3 separate regions of the Mus musculus genome follow, and all the other regions are linked to region 3. Evidence: chromatin contacts called from public capture Hi-C and promoter capture Hi-C data. All regions are on one chromosome and are shown on one strand. Each heading gives the region's core, a stretch centred on a gene start, on an enhancer-like site or on the middle of the called end of the contact. The rest is flanking DNA. Distances are from core to core; before and after follow the strand shown.

Region 1 (3,085 bases), core at 359-2,858, 450 kb after region 3:
AGGGGAGATGAGGAAATGGGGAAGAGGCCTCCCCCACCCTTTCCCTTCAATGAAAATACAAAACTGCCCTCTCACAAAAGCCCTGCCTTCAGGGTCTCTCCTCCATCAAGCAGACTTTCTCACCCCACTATTCTGCCTACAGATACCCCCCCACACCCACTGCTACTCTGAAGGCATCCCTCTTGCCCTCAGAGATCTAAGATTTCTGCCAGAATCCTCGCCCAACCAACTTTCCAGAATGTCTGGCCTTTTTAGTTAATAGTTTCATACCAAGCAGCTGGCATCTTAGCTGCTTAGTAGGTATCAGCTCATTCAATCCCTCTCTTCATAGAGGAAACTGAGGCATAGAAACAGGGACACCACTAGCTCAAGGACACGGGCCTAGGCAAGGTCTAGGCTTAAATCGAGACGACTGCCTTGATCCCTGGTCCTCAGCTCTGAAGTCATAGAAACCCCAGGATGCTCTGGGCACTGCAGCTCCTGCTAATGACTCCCTGGGCCAGGGCTGGCCAGGTGCATCCCCTCCCCGCCCCTCCCCTCCCCCTACGCGTCCCCAGGCAGCCCCCACGGGGTGCCCACTGTGTACTCACAGGCTGCCTGAGTACTGGCTGCCCCCAAGGAAACCATACTTGTCCGTCTTGCGCAGGGCCATCCCATTTATCTCCGAGTCTGAACCCATGGAGCTCACATCATCCGGCAAGGACTCCAAGGTCCCTGACATGAGGCTCACGGAGTCCAAGTAGCTCAGGGTGTCTGGGGCCTGACCCCGAGGCCCCGAGATGCCAGGTCCTAGACTGGACGTGGAGCCCAGGTCTTGAAAGTTTTCAACAGGCTCCGGAGCTGGGGTCACTGTCACCACAGCCACCGGAGTCGGAGCCGGAGCCTCGCATGTCCCGGGAGGGCCTGTGACAGGCCCTGAGGGGTCCTCAGGCACCGACCCTGCTGATGCTGAGGTCGCAGCTTCATGCCCACCTGCCACCTGTCCTACTCCACCCCGTGCAGTCACTCCTGAAGCCACTGTGGTCCCCGGCTTGGGGGCAAGCGGGGGTTTGGCAGTCAGGGCTCCAGGCGCCATTCTGGAAGGTGTCCGAGTGGGGGTCCCTGGTCCTGGGACAGGAGAGGCTCGAACCTCTTCCGTCTTTTGAGTGTCTGTCCCCAAAGCCAAAGCCACCGACGTCTCGGCTCCTGTTTCTGCCGCTGGTGCGGGGAACTCTTGCGTCTTCGCGGCTTCGGGTGAGGCCTCCAGGGTCAGCATCACTACCGTGCTGCTCGTAGCTGTCGTGGGTGTAGAGGCCGAGGTCTGTGATGATCCTGGGACGCAGGCGGGCCGAGCCTCCCCGGGGGCCACCAATTCGACTGGGGCCGAAGTGGCTGTAGTCACTGGCGGTCCCGGTTCCACCACTAAGTGCGATCCGGCCCGGGAGCCCCGGGGCGGGGGCGAAGGGGCAGCGGGGGCGCCGTGGCGGCGCGGCGGGGCCACAAGGGGCGCCGGACCCGTCTCCATAGCTGCGGGCGGCCCCTCACATCCCCCCGCCGGGGAGGCCGCAGAAGGCGCCGCCCCTCAGGCCGCCCGGAGCAGCCCGCCGGGGCTGCAGAGAGGGCGAAGGGCGCGGCTCGGCGCGCGCCGGGGGCGGGGCGGGACCCGGCGGCAGGCGGCGGGCGGCGCGCGCAGGCGGGGCAAGGGTCGACGGCGCTCGCGCCGGGGTCTCCCGGCCTCTCACCCTACTCGCGCGCTCGCGCCGCCCCCTCCCAGCGAGGGGCCGGCTGCCGACGTCGCGCCTGCGCAGACGCGGAGGAGCAGCCACTGTCCCGGCGAACTACGCCTGCGCGAGGAAAGGCCCTCCCGCACCCCTCCTTTTTTTTTTTTTTTTTTTTTTTTTAATCTCCCGCCCCCTCTATAAGACCAGGACGGATAATAGGAGAGAGAAAACTGAGTTCCTGCCAATCGATGGAAGGGTGGGTGGGGTTAGAGGCGGGAAGAGGGTGGGTACTCGAGAAAGAGGAAGTGAAGAAGGCAGAGGCAGGACGAAGAAAACAAGCAATAGAAAAGAGAGATCCTGAGCATCCAGGCCAATAAACACAACTGAAGAGAGTGAGTGACCGCAGAAGGGCGGGGAATGAGGCTGGTGTTGGGCAGTAAGAGGCAGGGACTAGGAACTTGTTAGCCAATGGAAATGGTGAAAAGGGAACCAAATTAAAAAGGGGGGCTAGGCAGTCAAATTGACTGACGGTCACGTCTATTCCTGTGATGACAGCATCAGCAGTCAATAGAAAGAGCCGAAAAATTCTTAGACTTCCTGAGATGATCAGGAAGGAATGACAACCAGGGAGAGGCGGGCTTAACTTGTGATTAACTTGTTAGCCAATGACTGTCCTTCTCCACTTTGCATAAGAGTAGAAATAGATAACATTCTCTGCTTCTAGGGCCAGGGATGCTGCCAGCAGGCGGTGCCAGAGCAAGAATAGTCAGTGACAACCAGAGACAAGCGCGAGAGGAGGTGACAACTGGGGACATCACTGAGAAGAGCCTGGAGCATCGGTGCGGCTCCTAGCCAATAAGAGTGCCGCGCTGGCCTTCTTGGGTTTCCAAAAGAGCCCCTGTTCATTCAACTCCTGAGCTGCACCACAAACCCAGTGCCCTCATCAGTACTCTCTACCTCGATGTGTCTAGTTAGACTATAGTCAGTCCTCTGAAAGACTCATCTCTCAATTCCCTATTTCAGGCAGGAACTCAGACCAGGTTTCTCTAAGTTCTCATGTACAAACTCAGCTTCTCCCCCCCCCCCCACCTCCACCCCGCCGCCGCAAACACTGCAATTTCTGAAACCCATATCCTCTGAGCACTACTTCACTCTCCCGGCTTGTGGGTGGAGGTCCCATCTCAGAACCCAAATCCATGAATCCTCAATACCATGAACCCTCCTCTTTGAAGGATTCAAGAACCAAGCCGTATTGTTATCCACTTCTCTTAGTACTCATTAGCTACTAACTACAAGACCTGACGTTATGAGTTCTAACCTTCCAGATTCTTCTTTTTTTGTTTTGTTTTTTATTTATTTATTTATTTATTTATTTTCAAGACAGT
Region 2 (2,700 bases), core at 94-2,593, 380 kb after region 3:
CTCAGGGTCAGGGCCCCAGTCCTCCGCTTTTGCCTCTGGCGCCACAACAGCAGTAGCGCCACGAGGGCCAAAACCACCACCAAGGCAATAAGCATGGGCACCAGTAACATGCCACTTGATTCTTGGCTTGGTGACCTGGTGGTTATGGGATCTTGGGTAGACGTCGTGGATGTTTTTCTGCTGGAAACTGAGGTGCCACGGGCCACACTGGAACTCTCCACAGAACTGGTTGCTGTGGTAGCAGGGAGTCCATGCATCTCACTCGAGGGCCCCAGAGACCCAGTAGCTGTGGTGACAGGGGGACCACTGGTCTTGGAGCTTACTGTTGTAGCCACAGAGGGTCCACTGGTCTCGTTAGAGCTTGTTGTCACAGTGGTGGGGGGTGCACTGGTTCCTTTAGAGATAGATGTAGATGCTGCAGTTCCGTCTGTCACAGGATTGGCTGCAGGTCCGTCTGTCACAGGATTGGCTGCAGTGACAGGAGGGTCACTGGCTACATTTGATGGTTCTGGAAGCAGTGCTGATGTCTTGCTGGAAACTTCCTGAGAGGCAGTAGGCTCAGGTACAGGGGTGCTCATGCTGGCACCAGCAGAAGTCTCCAAAGAAGACAATTCAGTAGTTTCCAAGGGGGTCAAAGAAACTGGGATTGTGGTCTGCCCCCAGGGGCTGATGGTCTCCTTCGAGTCCACTGTCCCTGACCCCACAGAAACTGATGGGCTGGCATTCTGGGCTTCAGAGGTACTTGGAGCTGTGATATGTGGGGTAGATGGTAGCATCGTCGTCCTCTGCAGACTGTCTGGGCTCGCCACCTGGACCCAGCATGCCCCAAAGAGGAGGAGAAGGTGCAAGGCCATCTCCAGAGGGACAGGCAGGAGCAGGAGTTGGGACCTGAATGTAGGGAAGTTACAGAAGAACGCGGTTGGGGAGGGAAACTTGGCCAGCCCCACTCCTTCTGCCCACTTCCCTGCCAACTGCCAAGCCCATCTTGTGGTTTAACGTTTTTTTTTTGTTTTGTTTTGTTTTTCCATTCTTGCTTTCACTATTATCAGAGACAACAGGGGAACAGATGGCGCCAGTGACTCCCACCCTGGCCTTGGCAGCTCAGACTCCAGAGCAGCCATGTCCCCCTGGCCTTCATTCATTGTTCCAGCCCGTGGCTCTGGACTCCCTTACCCCCTCACCCTATTCATCTTTTCAAACTATAGGTACATTCCTTCATCCTCTGAGCATCCCCACCCCCGTACCCAGCAAGATCATACCCTCTTACCAGATTAATGGTTAAGGCACAGGGCCAGGGCAAGTACCTCCAGTTCTTCCTGAGGCTTGGTCAGGACTGGGGCAGACTGAGCCCCAGGGGGAAAGGAAGTGGGTCTTGGCTCCACCCACTCCACCCCTGCATCCTGCCCCACCCATTCCTACTCCCATAGTTGCTTGTGGGGACCCAAGGGTTCAGTGGAGGCATGAAAGGATGCTCGGGGTCCAGACGGGAATTCTTAGGTTTTCACTGGAGTCCAAGTGTCAGAGATGAGTGATGGGGAGTAGGGGTGGAGTGGAAGATATGGAGGGGAGAACCGTTTCCTTTCCCTCCCTTGCTCCTCAAGCTGTTTGGCCAGAACCTGAGACCCTGAGACTGTGGGTGCACTTCCTGCCGAAGAGCTCCAAGAAAGCTGCAGGGCCGGGGAAAACCTCTCAACTCTGCTCGTGGTCCTGAAAGGTTTTTAGGGCTGCTGAACCCTGCCAGAGCCACAGGGAATTGAGGTCACTCCTGTGGCCCCCAGTTTAAGCTAGTACTAACATTGCACATGCTATGGTCTTAGAGAACTAGGAGAGCTAGAGCGATGGCTGAAAGGTTTGGAGCCCTTGAAGGAGACCTGTTCAGTTCCAGCTTGGTGGCTCACGACCACCCCATAATCCAGAGGATCCAACGTCCTCTTCTGGCCTCCAAGGGCACCAACCCACATAGGTACAGACAGGTACTCATATACAAATATGAAAATAAATTAAGATTTACTTAACGGCCAGGTGTGGTGGAGCACACCTTTAATCCCAGGACTCAGGAAGCAGAGGTATGTGGATCTCTGTGAGTTCGAGGCCAGCCTGGTCTACAGAGTTGTTCATAATAATAATAATAATAATAATAATAATAATAATAATAGATTTATTTAAAAAAGAAAACTTCTAGGGCTGGTGAGATGGTGGCTCAGTGGTTAAGAGCGCCGACTGCTCTTCCGAAGGTCCCGAGTTCAAATCCCAGCAACCACATGGTGACTCACAACCATCCCTAACGAAATCTGATGCCCTCTTCTGGAGTGTCTGAAGACAGCTACAGTGTACTTACATACAATAAATAAATAAATATTAAAAAAAAAAGAAAAGAAAACTTCTAGAAAGACCTATATTAAAAAATTAACCATGGGCTGGAGAGATGGCTCAGTGGTTAAGAGCACTGACTGTTCCTCTAGAGGTTCTGAGTTCAATTCCCAGCAACCACATGGTGACTCACAACCATCTGTAATGGGATCTGATGCCCTCTTCTGGGTGTGTGTGAAAACTGCTACCGTGTACTCATATAAATAAAATAAATCTTTAAGAAAGAAAGTAACAAAAAGTCTTTAGCTGAGTGGGGTGTTTTATGCAGATTTATCCCAGGGCCTCAGTGCTGCTTGAGTAAGTGCTCTACACCGAGCCGCATGGAACCTC
Region 3 (2,898 bases), core at 291-2,790:
TAAAAATGACATCCTTAGTGCTGGAGAGATGTGTTAACCTTGAAGAACACATACCGCTCTTCCAGAGGACCCAAGTTTGATTCCTGGCACCTATATCAGGTGGCTCACAACCTCTTAGAACTCTAGTTGCAGAAGGTCTGATTCCTCCGGCCTTGGTGGGCACCTGCACTCATGTGCACATACCTGTAGGCAGACATGCACGTAATTTTTAAATTCTATTTTATTTATTTTGTGTGTGAATATGTGTCTGTCCACATTCATGCTATAGCATGCTTGTGTTGGTTGGAGGAAAACCTGCAGGAGCTAATTCTCTACTTCCATTGTGAAGGTCCCAGAGATCCAACTCAGATCTTTGGGCTTGCTTGGCAAGCATCTTTACCTACCCAACCATCTTACCAGCCCAGCGTGGGGGGAGGGGGGGACAGAAAGACAGAGACAGACAGAGACAGAGAAAAGGTGACAGTGAATTTAAATTGATTTAGTTACCTTTGTCCACAGCTACCACCCTTTCCCTCCTTCTCCCGTGAAGTGAGCTGGGTTGCACGTCCTCTGGGCAATCAGGCAGAGGATTTGTACGACACTGGGGCCTCAGCACACACCTGAGCCCCCCTGCAGGCCTGTGTCTTCACACTGGAGTCAGGACCGACTTCACAGCTTCACAGTGCTGCCTGCCGTCCACCACCCTCCAGATTGCTTCCTCATTATAAAACGTAAGATATACTCCCTCAGCAACTCAGGGTGGCCCACTCCTACCAAGTCTGACAGCCTGAATTGGACACCTGGGACCCACATGGTGGAAGGAATCAGATGTCCTCTGACCTCCACACAGGCTCTGTGACATACTTACGCTCCAACACACAAAATTAATAAATGTGGCAAATAAACGAATAAGAAATTATGGAAGCTGGGCATGGTGATACATACAGCTTCTAACTAATCCTAGCACTGGCGAGTTAGTATGTTGAGGCCAGCCTGGTTACCTAGTCTACATAGTGAGTTCTGGAACAGCCAGTTCCATGTCAAGAGACCCTCTTAAAAAAGAAAGAGAGAGAGAAAAGAAAGGATGGAGATGTGGCTCAGTGGTAGGATGCTTGCCTAGTAGCATCCTGAATCTGTATGATGGCTCAGGCCTAAAGGCAGGAGGATGTGTTCAAGGCCAACCTCCACCACATAGAGAGCCTTTGGGGCTAGCCTGGATTACCACTATCTGTTTAAATGAAACAAAGATGTGAGGCAGGTCTTCAAAGGTTAACTGTAAGCCGGGTGGGTTCCCTTAGCATTACTGAGGGCCACTGGCCCCTGGGGCTGCAGAACTCTCTTGGCAGACTAAAGTACCCTAGTGGCCAAGGCAGGGAAGGAACAGCGTAACTAGGCGGGAAAGCCGGGTGCGCGCCCAGGAGACCATGTGACGTCTCGGGCCCGCGCAGGCTCGCCCGGCAGGCGCGGGGGCGGGACGCGCGGGGGCGGGGGCGGAGCCTGGCGCGCGGCCCCGCGGTGACAGGGCGGTAGGGAGGGGCGGGGCCGCGGGCGGGGCAGCGGGGGGAGGCGGGAGGAGTGGAGATGGCGGCGGCGGCGGCGGCTCCGGGGGGCGGGGGCGGGGAGCCCAGGGGAACTGCTGGGGTCGTCCCGGTGGTCCCCGGGGAGGTGGAGGTGGTGAAGGGGCAGCCATTCGATGTGGGCCCACGCTACACGCAGCTGCAGTACATCGGCGAGGGCGCGTACGGCATGGTCAGGTGAGGGGGCGTCCCGGGAGGGGGCTTCGGAGCAGGGACAGCAGGTGTGTGCTCGGGACATGGGGGGCTCAGGGAGTGTCGCAGGGGAAGTATCGTGCAGTGACTTCTGGAGGACTAGGCGCTACTTTCTCCAGGGAGGGGGGTTGGAGGCTTTGAAGCCACCTTGTATTGTTAAGGGAGGGGCACCTGGGGGACCCTAGAGATAAAGGTGGAGCTAAGAGGATGAAGGGGGAGTGAGGGACCCACGAGCAGGTAGTGGGAGCCTTGGTTCCCCCCTGATGAGGCTGTGACAGAGAGTTTGAGAGAGGAGAGCAAAGCTCAGGGTGGGGCAAACCTTTGCACCTCTGCCCCTGGCAAGGCTAGGGGCCCAAAGTAGGGAAGGGTCTCTAGAATGTGCCTTATTTTGTGGTATACGGGTTTGTGAGTTCTCGCTGCCCCACTGTGTGCTCTGCTCTGGGCCTTTGTTCCTATGGGAGCAGCTCTGACCCAGGAACCGCACAGGGAGACCTGCCTGCCCCTCCTTATCTCTTCTCTCCTGTCCCATTACTGAATCCTCTAGGCTTCATCTACTTTCTCCATTTAACTCCTATCCCCTGGACCTGTCTGGGATTGAGAGAGTCCAGCTTGGGAAAGGGGAGGAGGGTGAGGGCAACTAGAATGTAAGAGGGTCCAGGAGAAAGGAAGTCGGTGAGTGGCCACTCTCTTCCTCTGTTTGTGAAGTCACTGAAAGGCTGCCTGGCTGATACCCAGCTTTCCCCTGGAGATCCCAGGCCTTCACAGCAGGAAGGAGCCAGCATTGTTTACATTTGGCCAGAACCCTCTCCTCCTCTCTCCAGTCCCTGCCAAGACCTGGGTGGGGCCAACAGGCCTGGATTCCCCCTTTGTAAGGCCACATCTCTCTGGCCCTCTCAGCTCAGCTTATGACCACGTGCGCAAGACCAGAGTGGCCATCAAGAAGATCAGCCCCTTTGAGCATCAAACCTACTGTCAGCGCACGCTGAGGGAGATCCAGATCTTGCTGCGATTCCGCCATGAGAATGTTATAGGCATCCGAGACATCCTCAGAGCGCCCACCCTGGAAGCCATGAGAGATGTGTATCCTTCACCTTAGCCACAGCCCCAGAGTAAAGCTAGGGAGCTTGGCTCTGTTGTCTGTGGTCATCTT

The links. Promoter capture Hi-C pulls out the DNA fragments that hold promoters and counts their contacts. Capture Hi-C pulls out chosen DNA fragments and counts their contacts.
Region 1: a contact with region 3 is called in a promoter capture Hi-C map of neural stem cells. The contact joins the promoter of Tbc1d10b here to the promoter of Mapk3 in region 3. A contact is called at or near these places in 9 of 39 promoter capture datasets (the 3T3-L1 cell line, the C10 cell line, the SN4741 cell line and 5 more), 3 of 484 Hi-C or Micro-C datasets (bone marrow-derived macrophages, embryonic stem cells and forebrain), 18 of 115 datasets of contacts at active chromatin or transcription factors (the 230-238 cell line, astrocytes, bone marrow-derived macrophages and 9 more) and 5 of 9 other capture datasets (adipose tissue, embryonic stem cells, liver and 2 more).
Region 2: a capture Hi-C map of embryonic stem cells shows a contact between it and region 3, with 3 times the contacts expected there. The contact joins the promoter of Spn here to the promoter of Mapk3 in region 3. A contact is called at or near these places in 11 of 39 promoter capture datasets (the 3T3-L1 cell line, 3T3-L1-derived adipocytes, cranial neural crest and 6 more), 10 of 115 datasets of contacts at active chromatin or transcription factors (T-cell acute lymphoblastic leukemia, acute myeloid leukemia, craniofacial prominence and 5 more) and 5 of 9 other capture datasets (adipose tissue, embryonic stem cells, liver and 2 more).

What each region holds. Positions count from the first base shown.
Region 1 is chr7:127,206,860-127,209,944 of GRCm38.p6, forward strand. Tbc1d10b (TBC1 domain family, member 10b) reads right to left here and starts at 1,609. Exons shown (of 9, transcript NM_144522.5): 1 at 591-1,609. The coding sequence starts at 1,504. It also overlaps a transcript of Mylpf not described here.
Region 2 is chr7:127,136,480-127,139,179 of GRCm38.p6, forward strand. It overlaps Spn (sialophorin), which reads right to left and starts at 1,344. Exons shown (of 2, transcript NM_009259.5): 1 at 1,268-1,344; 2 at 1-888. The coding sequence starts at 854.
Region 3 is chr7:126,758,086-126,760,983 of GRCm38.p6, forward strand. Mapk3 (mitogen-activated protein kinase 3) reads left to right here and starts at 1,541. Exons shown (of 9, transcript NM_011952.2): 1 at 1,541-1,733; 2 at 2,646-2,828. The coding sequence starts at 1,561.